Linked DNA regions of Mus musculus: region 1 is linked to region 2. A link is a contact called in public promoter capture Hi-C data. All regions are on one chromosome and are shown on one strand. The core of a region is the stretch at or near the end of the contact, and the rest is flanking DNA. Distances in the headings are between cores, read along the strand shown. Region 1 holds the start of Zfp235 (zinc finger protein 235). Region 2 holds the start of Zfp109 (zinc finger protein 109).

Evidence for each region. Promoter capture Hi-C pulls out the DNA fragments that hold promoters and counts their contacts.
Region 1: a promoter capture Hi-C map of liver shows a contact between it and region 2. The contact joins the promoter of Zfp235 here to the promoter of Zfp109 in region 2. A contact is called at or near these places in 7 of 39 promoter capture datasets (cranial neural crest, embryonic stem cells, frontonasal cranial neural crest and 3 more), 11 of 484 Hi-C or Micro-C datasets (the G1E-ER4 cell line, LSK cells, cerebral cortex and 6 more), 6 of 115 datasets of contacts at active chromatin or transcription factors (embryonic stem cells, neural progenitor cells and stem cell-derived neural progenitor cells) and 2 of 9 other capture datasets (adipose tissue and liver).

The regions. Positions count from the first base shown.
Region 1 is chr7:24,127,358-24,134,192 of GRCm38.p6, forward strand. It overlaps Zfp235 (zinc finger protein 235), which reads left to right and starts at 5,015. Exons shown (of 5, transcript NM_019941.3): 1 at 5,015-5,866; 2 at 6,792-6,835. Zfp112 (zinc finger protein 112) reads left to right here. Exons shown (of 5, transcript NM_021307.2): 5 at 1-595.
Region 2 is chr7:24,235,407-24,242,272 of GRCm38.p6, forward strand. Zfp109 (zinc finger protein 109) reads right to left here and starts at 2,192. Exons shown (of 4, transcript NM_020262.3): 1 at 1,677-2,192; 2 at 1,212-1,269. The coding sequence starts at 1,226.

The DNA.
Region 1 (6,835 bases), core at 3,765-6,264, 110 kb before region 2:
ATTTCGAAACCTCAACAAGCTATGGCGGAGAACCAAGAACTTCCCAACGCCGCACAGTTCAGCGGGGATTAACAAAAGAATGATATCTATGTCTGCTAGAACATAAGCTTGGTGATAGAGGAACATGCCTGCTGCCAAGGCTGCCGGAGCGTGGCTGGAGAGATGGCTCAGCAGTGACGAACGCTGGCTGCTTTTGAAGAGGACCACTACATGGCAGCTGTCTGACCCCTTCCTGGTGCCCAGACGTATGTGCAGGCAAAAGACTCACAGAAAAATAAATACATAAAATGGACCCATGCTGCTCCTTTATAACTTAACATATCACTCAGTGCTCTTTGCTCGATGAGTAAAAAATTATGCAAAGAAACAACACTTGAAACTATTAAATTTATTTCAGAATGGATTAGGAGAGATCTTATCAAGATAGGAAAGATAGCTTATATCAGTGCAAATAAATGAGTTCCATTTGAAATATAGGACCTTCAGGAATATTTTCATCTGCAATAACCACAGTTTGGCTAGTTAGCATCCCCTTGTCTTGTCCTAGGCAGACAGGTGCACAATTCCTTCTTCTATAGGGTGCACTGTCAAGGCTGGCTGTGTGTGTCTGTGTGCATGTGTGCCTGCACATGAATGCAATGTCTATGGAGGACAGAAGAGCATTTTGGATCCCCTAGAAGTGAGTTGTGCTAGGAACCGAGCTCTGGTCCTCTGCAAGGTCAACGGATGCTTCTAGTTGCTGACATCTCTCCTCTTGCTCCTGCATTTCTTGTCAGCCACCACTCGCAGGAGAGTATTGTGCAAGCTTGTGGTGGTTTCATCAGCCAGGGTGCTCTGAGTTCTGAGTAACAGAAAGTTCAGAACTATTTGGACTAGTCACAGTATTTGTACAAATGCAACAATAAGAGAAGGCAAGGCTTGGGCTGGGTCAGGCTCTGGCCTTCCTGTTGTTTTCTTAATTCTCTCACATGGATCTCTTCATGCAAGCTCTTGTCTTCCAGTTGCTTATGAAATGGCAGAATTGTGTGCCCCACCCCTGCCCTCCCAACCAAAGTACAAATGCTGTCTCAATGGTGTGTGGCTGAGTAGGCCTCTCTGACCTTCAGTCAAAATAGACCAAAGAGGCAAAAAGGGAGACCATTGCTGGACCTTCAGACAACTAGACTGACCCTGGTACAAACAATGGGGAGTTATCCTGAGAAAAGGGAAACCTACAGTCAGAGAATCCTTCTGTGGTATATATATATATACACATACACAGCAATGGCCCCAAATTAAAGGAACATCAGGGACACTTGAAAAAAAGTCCCTAAGCACTCCCATTCTGACCATAACAGTGATATTCTTAAGATAATGACTACAAGAGAGTAACGAAAACCAGGAGGTGGTGGTGCATGCCTTTAATCCCAGCATTCAGGAGGCAGTGGCAGGTGCATATCTTAAGTTTGAGGCAAGCCTGGTTTACAGATAGAGTTCCAGGTCATCCAGAACTACACAGAGAAACCCTGTCTTGCAATTATATTCTATCCCTATCTATCTATCTATCTATCTATCTATCTATCTATCTATCTATCTATCTATCTATCTATCTATCTATCTAGACCCAATTCCAGCCTAATTCCTGGCCAGATCCATTACAATACTCTGGCAAAGCAGGTGCACCCATTTCCAGGCAAAAGCACCAATTCTGACTCGTAGCTGTCTCCAAGCTATGTAGCCTTTGCTTGAGAAGTGAGGACGATCTATTGCTAGGAGACAGCAGGCAAATAACTACAATGACAATTAGGAAAGACTGTGTTCTGGCATTATCAGGGAATTGTGTAGTCCAAGCTTGCCTCAAACTTGCTGTATGAGATTAGCCATGACTAATCATTGTATTCAAGGTTCTAGGAAAAGACTGGGCAGTTGTGGTATAAGTCTTTAGTCCCAGCACTCAGGAGGCAGAGGGAGGTGGATCTCTATGAATTCCAGGCCAGCCTGGTCTACAGAGTGAGTTCTAGGACAGCCAGGGCCATACAGAGAAACCCCACCTCAGTTAAAAAAAAAATCTAAGTCTGACATGGTGGTATACATACAATTTGGAGGTTTAGGCAAGAAGATCATGAATTCCAGGCCAGCTTGGGCTTCAAAGTGAGACTCTGTCTCAACAACTACAAAAATTATGCTTAACATAGCTGAAAAATATTATCAGAGAACTTCACTATAGGTCAATAGGAATAACCCAACTAGTCCAGGAATGTAGGTGCATGCCTTCGATCCCAGCACTTGGAAGGTGGAACAAGAAGGTTTAGGAGTTCGGAGCTTTTCTCAACCACAGAGCAAGTTTGAGGCTAGCCTGGTCTACCTGAGTTTTAATTTAAAATTTTAATTTCAGATGCACAGCTGTCACTGACCATGCCACAACTTTTGTGGTGGGCTAGCTCACTGCAAGCCATGTGTGAATTTTGTATCTTTGTAATTTCATTATACTTTCAGAGGTTATTTTGCTGACTTTGTGTGATGCCAGCAAGCTGTATTATATATATGTATATATACACTCATACATGTTTCTATGGAGAGTTACATGTCACCTGTCCTTAGAAACCCCCACACAAACAACTCACAGGCTCCTTGCTACTGAGGAAAACTTGAGATCAGGGATGACTGGACTCATTAAATTTGATGTTTATTGGACACATTTCCAAATGGAGGAGAGAACTTCCAGTTCTGGTTTGGTTTCTGTTACTGTGATAATCACTGAACAAAACCATCTTGGGCTGGACCTGCCAATCATAGTCAATCTCTGAAGGAAGCCTGAGTAGGAACCATGGGGGAACACTGCCAACAGGCTTGCTGCTGTCCATGGATTGCTAGGTGTTTGTTTGTTTGTTTGTTTGTTTGTTTGTTTGTTGAGATAGAGCTCTGGCTGTCCTGGAATTCACTGTGTAAACCAGTCTGGGCTCAAATTCACAGATTCCTCCATCCTCTGCCTCCCGAGTGCTGGGATCAAAAGCCAGTCCTGACTGCTCAGCTTGCCTTTTTATATACCTGCGGACCATTTGCCCAGGGCTGGCACCGTTTACAGTGAGTTGGGCCCCTCCCACATCAACCACTAATAATGAAAATGCTTCATAAACTTGCATACAGCCCAGTCTCATGGAGGCATCTCCTCAGCTGAGGCTCCCTCTTCCCTGCAAGTTGACAAATCACAGGTAACTTTAGCCCAAGGGGATCTGGCATCCACTTGTAGCCCACAAGGGCACCTGTACCCACAGACACAGACAGATAGACAGACAGACAGACACACACACACACACTGAACCTGTTTAAGAAGGATTGAATGGGTGTATAACAGTGGAGTAAACACAGTCCATACTCTTGTCTCTGACACAGTATTCTAGACTTAGGTCAATAACCTGAGCTACAAGCTAGAGCAGATCCTGAGACTCCATGGTAAATGGACATGGTTTTGTTATGTTTTAGGGAGGGAGATGGAACAAGAGAGTAGCACTGAGTTGAACTGTCCTCCAAGCAAGAAGCTGACATGTGGCTGCAGCATGGTTGGCTCAGAAGTGGATTGTCAACTCGCTGAGACAAAGTAAGCCGTCTTCCTGTAATATGTCATTTACTTTATTTATGTATTTATTTATTAATTTGTGTTTGCATGCCTCTGTGTGTGTGTGTGTGTGTGTGTGTGTGTGTGAGTGTGTGTGTGTGTACACCAGTGTGCTGCAGCACCTGTGGTAGAGGCAGATGTAAATTACAGAAAGTCAGCTCTCTCCTTCCACTGTGTGTGTTTCAAGGATTGAACTCAGGTCCCCGGGCCTGTACCTGCCAAGGCATTTGCAGGCCACGGGCAGGGTCTCTTGTTTCTGCCACACTAAGAGGTCAGGCTAGCTGGTATGGAGTCTTCTTGCCGGCTTCAATATGGCACTTTGCTTTTATTGTGAGAATCAATAAATGGTTTTCTTTTTTTGTTGTATCTGTAGGTTGTATGGGTGGTGAATATCCAAGGACACAGCATTGGCTATGAGTTAAATCCAGTGTTTCTCAAACCTAGCTTCTGGTGCACTCAAGAAAACAGCTTTTCCAGTTTTACTTACCCTTTGCTTCCAATTAGTGTGTGTGTGTGTGTGTGTGTGTGTGTGTGTGTGTGTGTGTGTGTGCATGTTTGGAAGAAGAAGAGTAATTATGGCACAAATACAGGAGTCACATACGTCAGGTGTCAGTACTACCACTGAGCCAGGCTCCCAGCCCTTCACTGGGGGATTCTAGGCAGGTTGTGGTTTGACTGAGAATGCCCCCATAGCTCATATATTTGAATGCTTAGTCTTCAGGGAGTGGAACTCCTTGAAAGGATTTAAAAGGTGAGCAGGCGTGGCCTTCTTGGAAAAAGTCTATCACTGGGTATGAGCATCAAGATTTTAAAAGCACATGTGAGTCCATTTCTCTTTCTCTGCCTCTCTGCATATGGATCAGGATCTAAGTCTCAGCTACTTCTTCAGCATCATGCCTGCCTGCTGCCATGTTCCTGCTCTGATAAAGGACTAAACCTCTGAAAGTGTAAGCCAGCCCCCAGTTAAATGCTTCCTTTGGTAAGAGTTGCTTGGACTTGTGGTATCTCTTCAAAGCAATAGAACAGTGACCAAGACAGGAGTTGGTACCAGGGACTGGAGTATTGCTGTGACAAGCCTGACCATGCTGTTTGTTGAAGGAATATGGAAGACTTTAGGACTTTCCACTACAAAATTATTAAGTGCTTTTTGATTAGTAGAGCTTAGTGGGTCATCCTAGGAGGAGAATGCAAGACAAGGGCAATTTGAGCTGGGGGTGGGGGGCAGCTCAAGAAGTTTCAGAGGCAAACAGTACATGGCCTAAACCATTCTAGTCATATACTGAGGAAAAAAAGTGGGTGATTTTTGTCCTCATCCTAAAAATCTGCCTGAAGCTAAGTTGATGAGTTTTGTATTACTGGCATAAGCAGGGGAGATTTCCAGACAGCCTTGTGTTGACTGTGTCTTGTGGTTATTAGCAGTCGCTCTCATGGAGATCCAGCATGAGGAGGAGCAAGCCAGACAGAAAGAACTATGCAGTGTGGAGTGTGAGGAGAAAAGAAGCACCGTGAAGGCTTAAGGAAAAGCCTGATTCTGAATGCTATAAAGGGAGTGCTGACCTCAGGGCAACACCCCACCCAGCGAAGCCTCCAGCCTGTGAGAAGGAAGAGGAAAAGCTTCAGCATGAGGGAGGCCATCAGTTCCAGCTTCAGCATGAGGGAGGCCATCAGTTCCAGCTTCAGCATGAGGGAGGCCATCAGTACAGCTTCAGCATGAGGGAGGCCATCAGTTCCAGCTTCAGCACGAGGAAGGCCATCAGTTCCAGAAAGATAGTGGACATAGAATCGGATGGGGCCAAGGTCCAGACCATCGAGCAGCAGAACATGCCAGCTTTGGCCACTTGGTTCTGGCTTTAGAGTCAAGGATACAAGAAACACTTGGTTCTGGCTTTAGAGTCAAGGATACAAGAAAAGGGTTCTTGAGCCTCCCTTAGTAATGAAGGAAATGCCCTGAAGGCAGTTGTAGTATAGGAGAGTTCCTGCATAGTGGCCAAGAGAGGGCATTGAGTGAAGCTGTGAACCTGGATTATGTCGGAGACCACAAGATGTTGAAGATGCCAGAACTATGGGATCCCAGCTGCAGAGAGCTGCAGACTGAGGTGAAACCAGCCTGAGAGAGACAAGTGTGTTACAGCCAACATAGCCGAAAGAGTAAAGCATCTGAAGAGTGCTTTGACATCAGCATGGAGATGCAGAGTTTGGCCTCCACCTTTGGTTTTTAGTCTTGCTATGGTCCAGTGTTTCCTCACTATACTGCCTTCCCATTAAGAAATGGTAAAGTATATTTTATGCCATAACACATTGGATTATGTGGTCTGCTTTTTGATTTTGATTTTACAGGGAATTACAATGAAGAGATTGTCATGAGTATCATAAAAGTTTGACATTTAGATTTTTAAAAAATATTGGGATTGCAATAGATGGTGGGGACTTTTGAAGTTGGGCTGAACGCATTTGGCATTATGATATGGGCAAAGGCTTATCGAGACAGGTAGCAGAGTGTGATGGTTTGACTAACAGTGGCCCCCATACATCTATGTATTTGAATGATTGGAAATAGCAGGGAGCCATGCTTTCTGCCATGTTAATGGACTAAGCCTCTGAAACAAGCTTTGATCATGGTGTCTCTTCATAGCAGTAGAATAGTGACCCAGACACCCTGTGCTCTACCATCACTCCCACAGCCTGTGACTGGAGGATTCTATTCAGGGACTCTGCCTCTGCTGCTGAATCAGGCTCCTATAGCTGAGCAGTTGAAGTTTTAGCTTTTATAATATAATATAAAATGAGACTTCAGTGTTCTTAAAAAGGACCCACAGCTGGGCATGGTGGTGCTTACCTCTTATCCCAGCACCCGGGAGCGAGAGACAAAGGGATCTCTCAGTTTGAGGCCAGCCTGATCTACAAACAGAATTCCAGGAGATCCAGGGCTACGCAGAGAAACTGCCTCGGGGAAAAAACAAAACAAAACAAAACAGAACAGAAATAAAAAAGTATCCATAGATGTCTTACATGGCATTTCAAAAATAAAGAAACCGAAAAGCACCCCCGGTGAGCGAGCTCCCAAAAAGCGATTTCTAAGGCTCACATGCCAGTTAAAAGAGCTTGGAACATATGGAGGCTTTAGTAGTCTGGGGAATGTAGTCCCGGAAAAAGCACAGAGCTAGGCGCTTCCGCTGACGCATTCTGGGAATTGTAGTTCCAGCGCCAGTGACGGCTGAGGTGACTTCCGCTGCCGCAAGG
Region 2 (6,866 bases), core at 942-3,441:
CTGAATCAATCATTAAGCCCTGAGCCCTGTCCATCTAACAGGCTGTACCGGCTGGTTTTGTGTCAATTTCATACAATCTAGAACTTGGCAACTTCTCAATGCCTCAGTTTGCCCATGTGTATAACAGTATCTCCATTCCACATATCCCTGAAGGGATTAAATGAGTCCACCGAGGGACCTTAGACACAATATGATATGCATTAAGCAGCCAATATATGTCCAACAAAACTAACATCATTGTCTGCATTATGCCAATCATGGCCACACAGTGTTCCATAAAGGTTACATTATACATTTATATAACATTATATGTGTATATAATGTTATATATGTTAAATGTTCTGTCCATATACACACAATATATATAGAAGCATTTTATTTATATATATAGTGTTCCACTGATATATACATAATAACTTTAAAACAAAAATTCAATTAAGTGAAAGTTTCAAGAAAACTATTTTTAATCACTTACCAAGGTACCCAAAAAAATTTTAAAGTGTCCAGTTTAGGCCAGAATACAGAGAATCAGGGATACCTGGTGACTACAAATTACGTGTGAAAATCACCACTGTTGTTAACAAAACAAGCGTCTAGTCCCTGGAGCTGAGGGTACTGTGTAGCTGGGGAGCTTGGCTGAACTCCATGTAAAATACCCGTGCATTTGTATTCATGCTGCAGTTTCCTGAATCATGGCTCCTGGGTGCTCAGCGGTGTCTAATAAATGCGCTGAGTTTCAGGGCTGCTGGGGAGTCTCCATCAGAGCACACAGCTCATTCGATCCCAGCTTGTCTGTACACATGTCTGTGTGTCTGTCCTTTCTTCATTCCTTCATCATCTGAGTTGGGTCAACCACAGAAGCTGTGCGGAAGCCAGACGCTCCCTGGTTGTTCAGGATATGAATGCTCAGGAAGTCCAATGCAGGAAGTGAGGGTGAGCAGTTTTCTGTGTGCATGTGTGTATACATGTGTGCATGCATGTGAGTGTACATATGTACACAAGGGTACACATGTATGTACAGGCTACAGCCCAACCTCTGGTGTCCTTCCTCAGGTGCTGTCTAGGGTTTTTGTTTGTTTTGGGAACAGGGTCCTTCCGTGGCCTGGACCTTGTCAAATAGGCTATGGTGGCTGCAGAGCACTTGCTCAGCATGCAGGGGTCCTGTTTCCAATCCCTAGCACTGTGGGGATGGGGGAAGCAACCCGACTTACCTGTAACTTGGTCATTGTTCTCTTCTCTTTGAGACAAGGCAGGGCTCTGGGAAGCAAGCTGGGGGAGGAAGGGCTTCGTGAGAACACTGCTAGGACAGTTGTTCCACATGGCTTCCTCAGCTTCTCCATCAGCCCCAAGGGCTGTGCGCGCTGACCAGGCTTTTCTACTAAGCTCCCGGGTTACCAGACTCACCACATTCTCTGTTTCTGGAAGCTTCAGGAATACTGGGTACTCCTACCTTCACAAAGCCGCCTGTGGTGATGGGTTTTCTAGAAAAGCAATTCTTTAAGCTCTGAACTCTCTAATGAACGCTGTCAAAACTGACCGTCACTCTCAGACGGGCCTGTTAATTTGATGGCTATTTTACACATACTTGTTTCTATACACGGGAGTGAAATCCCTCCCCCTTCCCAGTCCTCTGTCTCTACCACTAAAAGGTTGACATTCTAGTGAAGGTCGCTCACCTGAAAAAGCCTCCAAAAAGTCTCCATTCCCGCGTGCATGAAATAAGGACCAACAAAAACCTGAACCCTTTCTTTAAAAGGGAGTTTTTGCCCCTGCGATATGGCTCAAGGAGTACATGTACTGTGGTGGAGCCTGGTCAGCTGAATTCGAGTCTCTGGACCCCACATGGTGGAGGAGTGACTCTACTCCCACTTTTTATAAGCTGTGGCACGCCCCACTCTTTAAGTAAATAAACAAATAAATAAATGCAAAAAAAAAAGTCACATCAAAACCAGAGTTGCGTACCACTTAAGGCTTTAGGACACTGGCCATCTGTCACCACAGCTCCTCTACCAGGCTCCCATGGGAAGCTAGACTCTCCCCGGGGCTCCAGGAGCAGCTGAGATGGGTCCAGGAATCCCTGGCAGCGCCACCTCAGGAAGAGCCCAGCTAGAGAGAACCGGTCGCCGCCGCAGCCACCACCACTGCCTGCTTCTCCCGGTCCACAGACTCTGTCCCCACGGGACACTCAGGGAACACGGCGGCACCTGAAGGGGCGCGGGACCCTCCACGTCTCCCCTCCCTGGCACACCCGGAGGTAACCATGCCTCCCGGAGCGGAAGCGACCTCGACCTACACAGGCGCCGGAACTACAGTTCCCAGAATGCGTCAGCAAAAGTGCCTGGCTTTGGAGCACATCTAGGACACCATCAGAAACCTTCCTTAGAAAGGTTACACCCATTTGAGGGATGGAGCCATCCTCACATCTCAACATTTTAAACCGTGAAATCTTTCTGTCCAAAGGAAAAACAGGGACAAAAAAATGGAGCAGAGACTGAAGGAAAGACCGCCCCACCTAGGGATCCATCCCACCTGCAGACACCAAATCCCCACAATATTTCTGATGATAAGAAGTACTTACTAATAGGAGCCTGGTTTGGCTGTTTCCTGAGAGGTTCTACCAACACCTGCAAATACAGCCAGCCGTCGAACTGGCCCCGGGGACCCCAATGGAAAAGCAAGGGGAAGGACTGAAGTAGCTGAAGGGGTTTGCAACCCCATAAGAAGAACAATATCAACTAACTGGACCACCCAGAGCTCCCAGGGACTAAACCACCAACCAAAGAGTACACATGGAGGGACCCATGGCTCTAGATACATATGTATTAGAGGATGGCCCCATCTGACATCAGTGGGAGAAGAGGGAGGCTTGATGCCCCAGAGTAGGGGATGTCAGAGGGGGAAGGCAGAGTGGGTGAATAGGTGGAGGAGCACCGTCATAGAGGCAAACAACACCCTCATGAACAACAACTATAGATACTGTTTTCTTTTCTTTTCTTTTTTTGTTTTTGTTTTGTTTTCTTTGTTGTTTTTGTTTTTTTTTTTTCCTAAACAGTTTCTCTGTGTAGCCCTGGCTGTCCTGGAACTCCCTGTGTAGACCAGCTATCCTCGAACTCATAGATCTGCCTGCCTCTGCCTCCCAAGTGTTGGAATTAAAGGGGTAGGCCACCATGACCAGCTGTGGATACTTTTTTAAAACATTGAAGTCCCATATTATACTGTATTATAAAAGCTAAAACTTACTTCACAACTATAAGAACTCGATTCCACAGCAAAGTCAGAGTCCCTACATAGAATCCCCCAGTGAGGGGCTGGAGGAATGACCTAGTGGTCAAACACAGAGTATCTGAGTCAACATTCTATTGCTGTGAAGAGACACCACCTAGGCACTTCTCTCTGCCTCCCTCTCTACTTACCCCACCTCCCCTATACCCTTTCTCCCTCTGTCTCTTTTTCAATAATTTATTGGTTTTTTAATTCACTTTACATCCCAATCACAGCCCCCTCCCTCCTCTCAGCACAATTCTACCCTTACAAATCCCTCCTCCCTCACTGCCCCCCTTTTGTATCACCCTGCCCTGGGATATCTAGTGCCAGCAGAACTAGGCACATCCTCGCCCACTGCAGCCCAACAAGACAGACAGGTAGTGGGAAGGTAATCCAATGGTAGGCAGCAGAGTCAGAGATAGCTCTCTCTCTACTTATTAGGGGACCCACATGAAGACCAAAGTGCACATTTATTACAAATGTGTAGGGGGGGTCTAGGTCCAGCTCGTGCATGCTCCCTGGTTGGTGATCCAGGTTCTGTGAGTCCCCATGGACCCAGGTTTGTTGACTTTGTAGGTTTTCTTGTGGTGTCGCTGACCCCCGGGGCTTGCTAACATCTATCTCTAACTCTTCCATAAGACTCCCTGAACATTGCCTGATGTTTGGCTATGAGTGTGCGCATCTGCCTCCATCTGATGCCGGATGAAGCCTCTGAGGAGACAGTTATGCTAAGTTCCTGTCTGCAAGCATAGCGGAGTATCATTAATAGTGTCAGGGGTTGGCTCTCTCCCATGGGATGGGTCTCAAGTTGGGTCAGTCATTGGTTGCCTGTTCCCCCAGACTCTACTCCGTCTTTATCCAAGTACGTCTCGTAGGCAAGACAGATTTTGGATTGAAGGCTTTGTGGGTGGACTGATGTCTGCCTCTCTCCTATGGAAGTCCTACCTCCCAGTACAGGAGGTGGCCACTTCAGCCTGGTTCTATCCCGTTCTGGTAGAAATCTCAGCTAGGGTCACCCCTATAGACTCCCCATATTTTTGCCATCCCAGGCTTCCAGCTAGTCACCAGAAATGCCACCCACCAATTTCCATTCTCACTCCTAGACCTTTCCCATCCCCATCTTCTCCCCATACCTGGTCACTATCCCTGTTCCCCTCTTCACCCCCTCTCCTACCCAGTTCCCTCTCTCCATCCACCTCTGATGACTATTTAGTTTCCCCTTCTGAGAGAGAGTCACACACCCTCCCGTGGAACCTCTTTATTACCCAGTGTCTTTGGGTCTGTAGATTATAACATGGTTATCCTGCACTTGGTTAATGTCCACTTATAAGTTAGTACATGGCACATGTGTCTTTCTGGCTCTGGGTTACCTCACTCAAGTTCCATCCATTTGGCTACAGAATTCATAATGCCTTTGTTTTTAATACCTGAACAGTATTCCAAAATTTCCTTATCTATTCTTCAACCAATATACAGCAAGCAAGTAGCCAGCATCAAATGAAAAATGGAGCGAAACTTAAAGCATTTCAAGTAAAATAAGAAACACGACAAGGTTGCCCTTTTATTCTCACTATCTATTCAATATAGTACTTGAAATTCTAGACCAAGCCATAAGACAAGAGATCAAGAGAATACAAATTGGAAAGGAAGAAGTCAAAGCACCACTATTTCCAAATGACATGATACATAAGCAACCCCAACTATTCTCCCAGAGAACTCCTACAGCTGATAAACACCTTCAGCAAAGTGACTGGATACAAAATTAACTAAAAAAAAAAAAAAATCAGTAACCCTCCTTTATACAAAGACTAAACAGGCTGAAAAAGAAACGAGGGAAACAAAACCCTTTACAATAGCCATAAATAATATGAAACATCTTGGTATAACTCTAACAAAGCAAGTGAAAGACCTGTATGAAAAGACCTTCAAGTCTCTGAGGAAAGAAACTGAGGAAGACCAAGACAACTCTTGAAATAGAGAGCATTCATTTGTGGGCAGGTTTAGAGTTTCAGAAGCTTAGTCCCTTACATCACAGCTGGAAGCATGGCAGCAAGCTCGAGCCAGCCAGCTTCAAACATATGAACCTTTCAGAGCCATTCTCACTCCAACTACCACATTCCACTCCCTGGATCCCATAAGCTTGTAACCATAACATACTGCAACAGTTATATAAACTATAAGGTATGCGATACACTCATAACTTTCAGTCCATCAATTTTGTCAATTTATATACACTACTCTAACGTCTAACCTAACTTAAAGAGCTTATAATTCTCTACCTGAATTATGTTTTGATTTTAACTTGCATCGCCAGCTGAAAACCATCCTTTCAAATCTACATCATCTTCCTCAATTTTAAACAATTAAAGTTTGATTATGAGACTATAACAGTTTTCAATCCTGTCAGAAATCCGAGGATGAATTAAACATTATCTGAATATATAGCAAGCACAAAAACATAGCTTCCAAAATTTAAACAAATTGTAGAGACAGCTGGCTACCTGGACAGTCCCCTATTCCTCAAAATGGAGCATCTGTCTTCAGCCTTCTGGACCAGAACCATGAGGCAGACTTTGGATGAGGCAGGAACTATAAATGATTAGCCTACTCTGTCTTGGCAGAGCTAAGCTGTCGACTATCCTACATCTTGTATCCTTTCCTGGACAGTATATTTGTCTGTAGATGCATTGGGGCCATTTTTGTCCAGTGGCTACTTTGCCACAACTGGAGCAAGTCCATATTGAGGTTTTGGTGCTCAGTTTCTTCTTTGAACCATGAAGGGAGTACTGTCAGGAGCAGACATGTCTCTAGTCAAATTTTCTAATAATAATAAATTGATTAAATGTCATATTTTGTGGATTTTTGATGTTTTTGAAGACTATATATCTATATAAAATATATCTGAACTGTTAAATCTTGATTCCTCTTAGCTATTTCTATTTGAATAATATTGAAACTACTTTGATATAATCATATCAGAATCTAATATAACCATGAGTTTACTATCTGGTCCTTAATGTGCCTTAACATCCTAAACAGTTTGTAATATCAGCTATTAGAAGGACTGGGTCAGAACCTTGTATTCTTAAATGAGTTGAATAGCACAATGACTATCTAAGAGTAACAATATTAACTTCAAATTTTGTATCAATATAATAAATTTACACCAATGAAAACCTTAAATATACATGTCTATAAATTCTGTACCAATGTAAAAATTACAACTTTTATTTGCATCAATTATAAAGATTTCTACCAATGTAAGATTGTGGCTATACAATGCTTAGCTTAAGAATAAATTTAGTGGGGCTGAAGAAATGGCTCAGTGGTTAAGAGCACTGACAGCTCTTTCAAAGGTTCTGAGTTCAATTCCCAGCAACCACATGGTGGCTCATAGCATCTGTAATGGGATTCAATGCCTTCTTCTGGTGTGTCTGAGGACAGCTACAGTGCACTCATATAAATAAGTAAATAAATAAATCTTTTTTTTAAGGGGTAAATTTAGTAATCCGTCCCCCATCTATTTCCTCCCTGTTCAAAATTATGACCATTTACAAATTATCCCTTAAAATGACAACCTGTCTATAATTTATAGAATAACC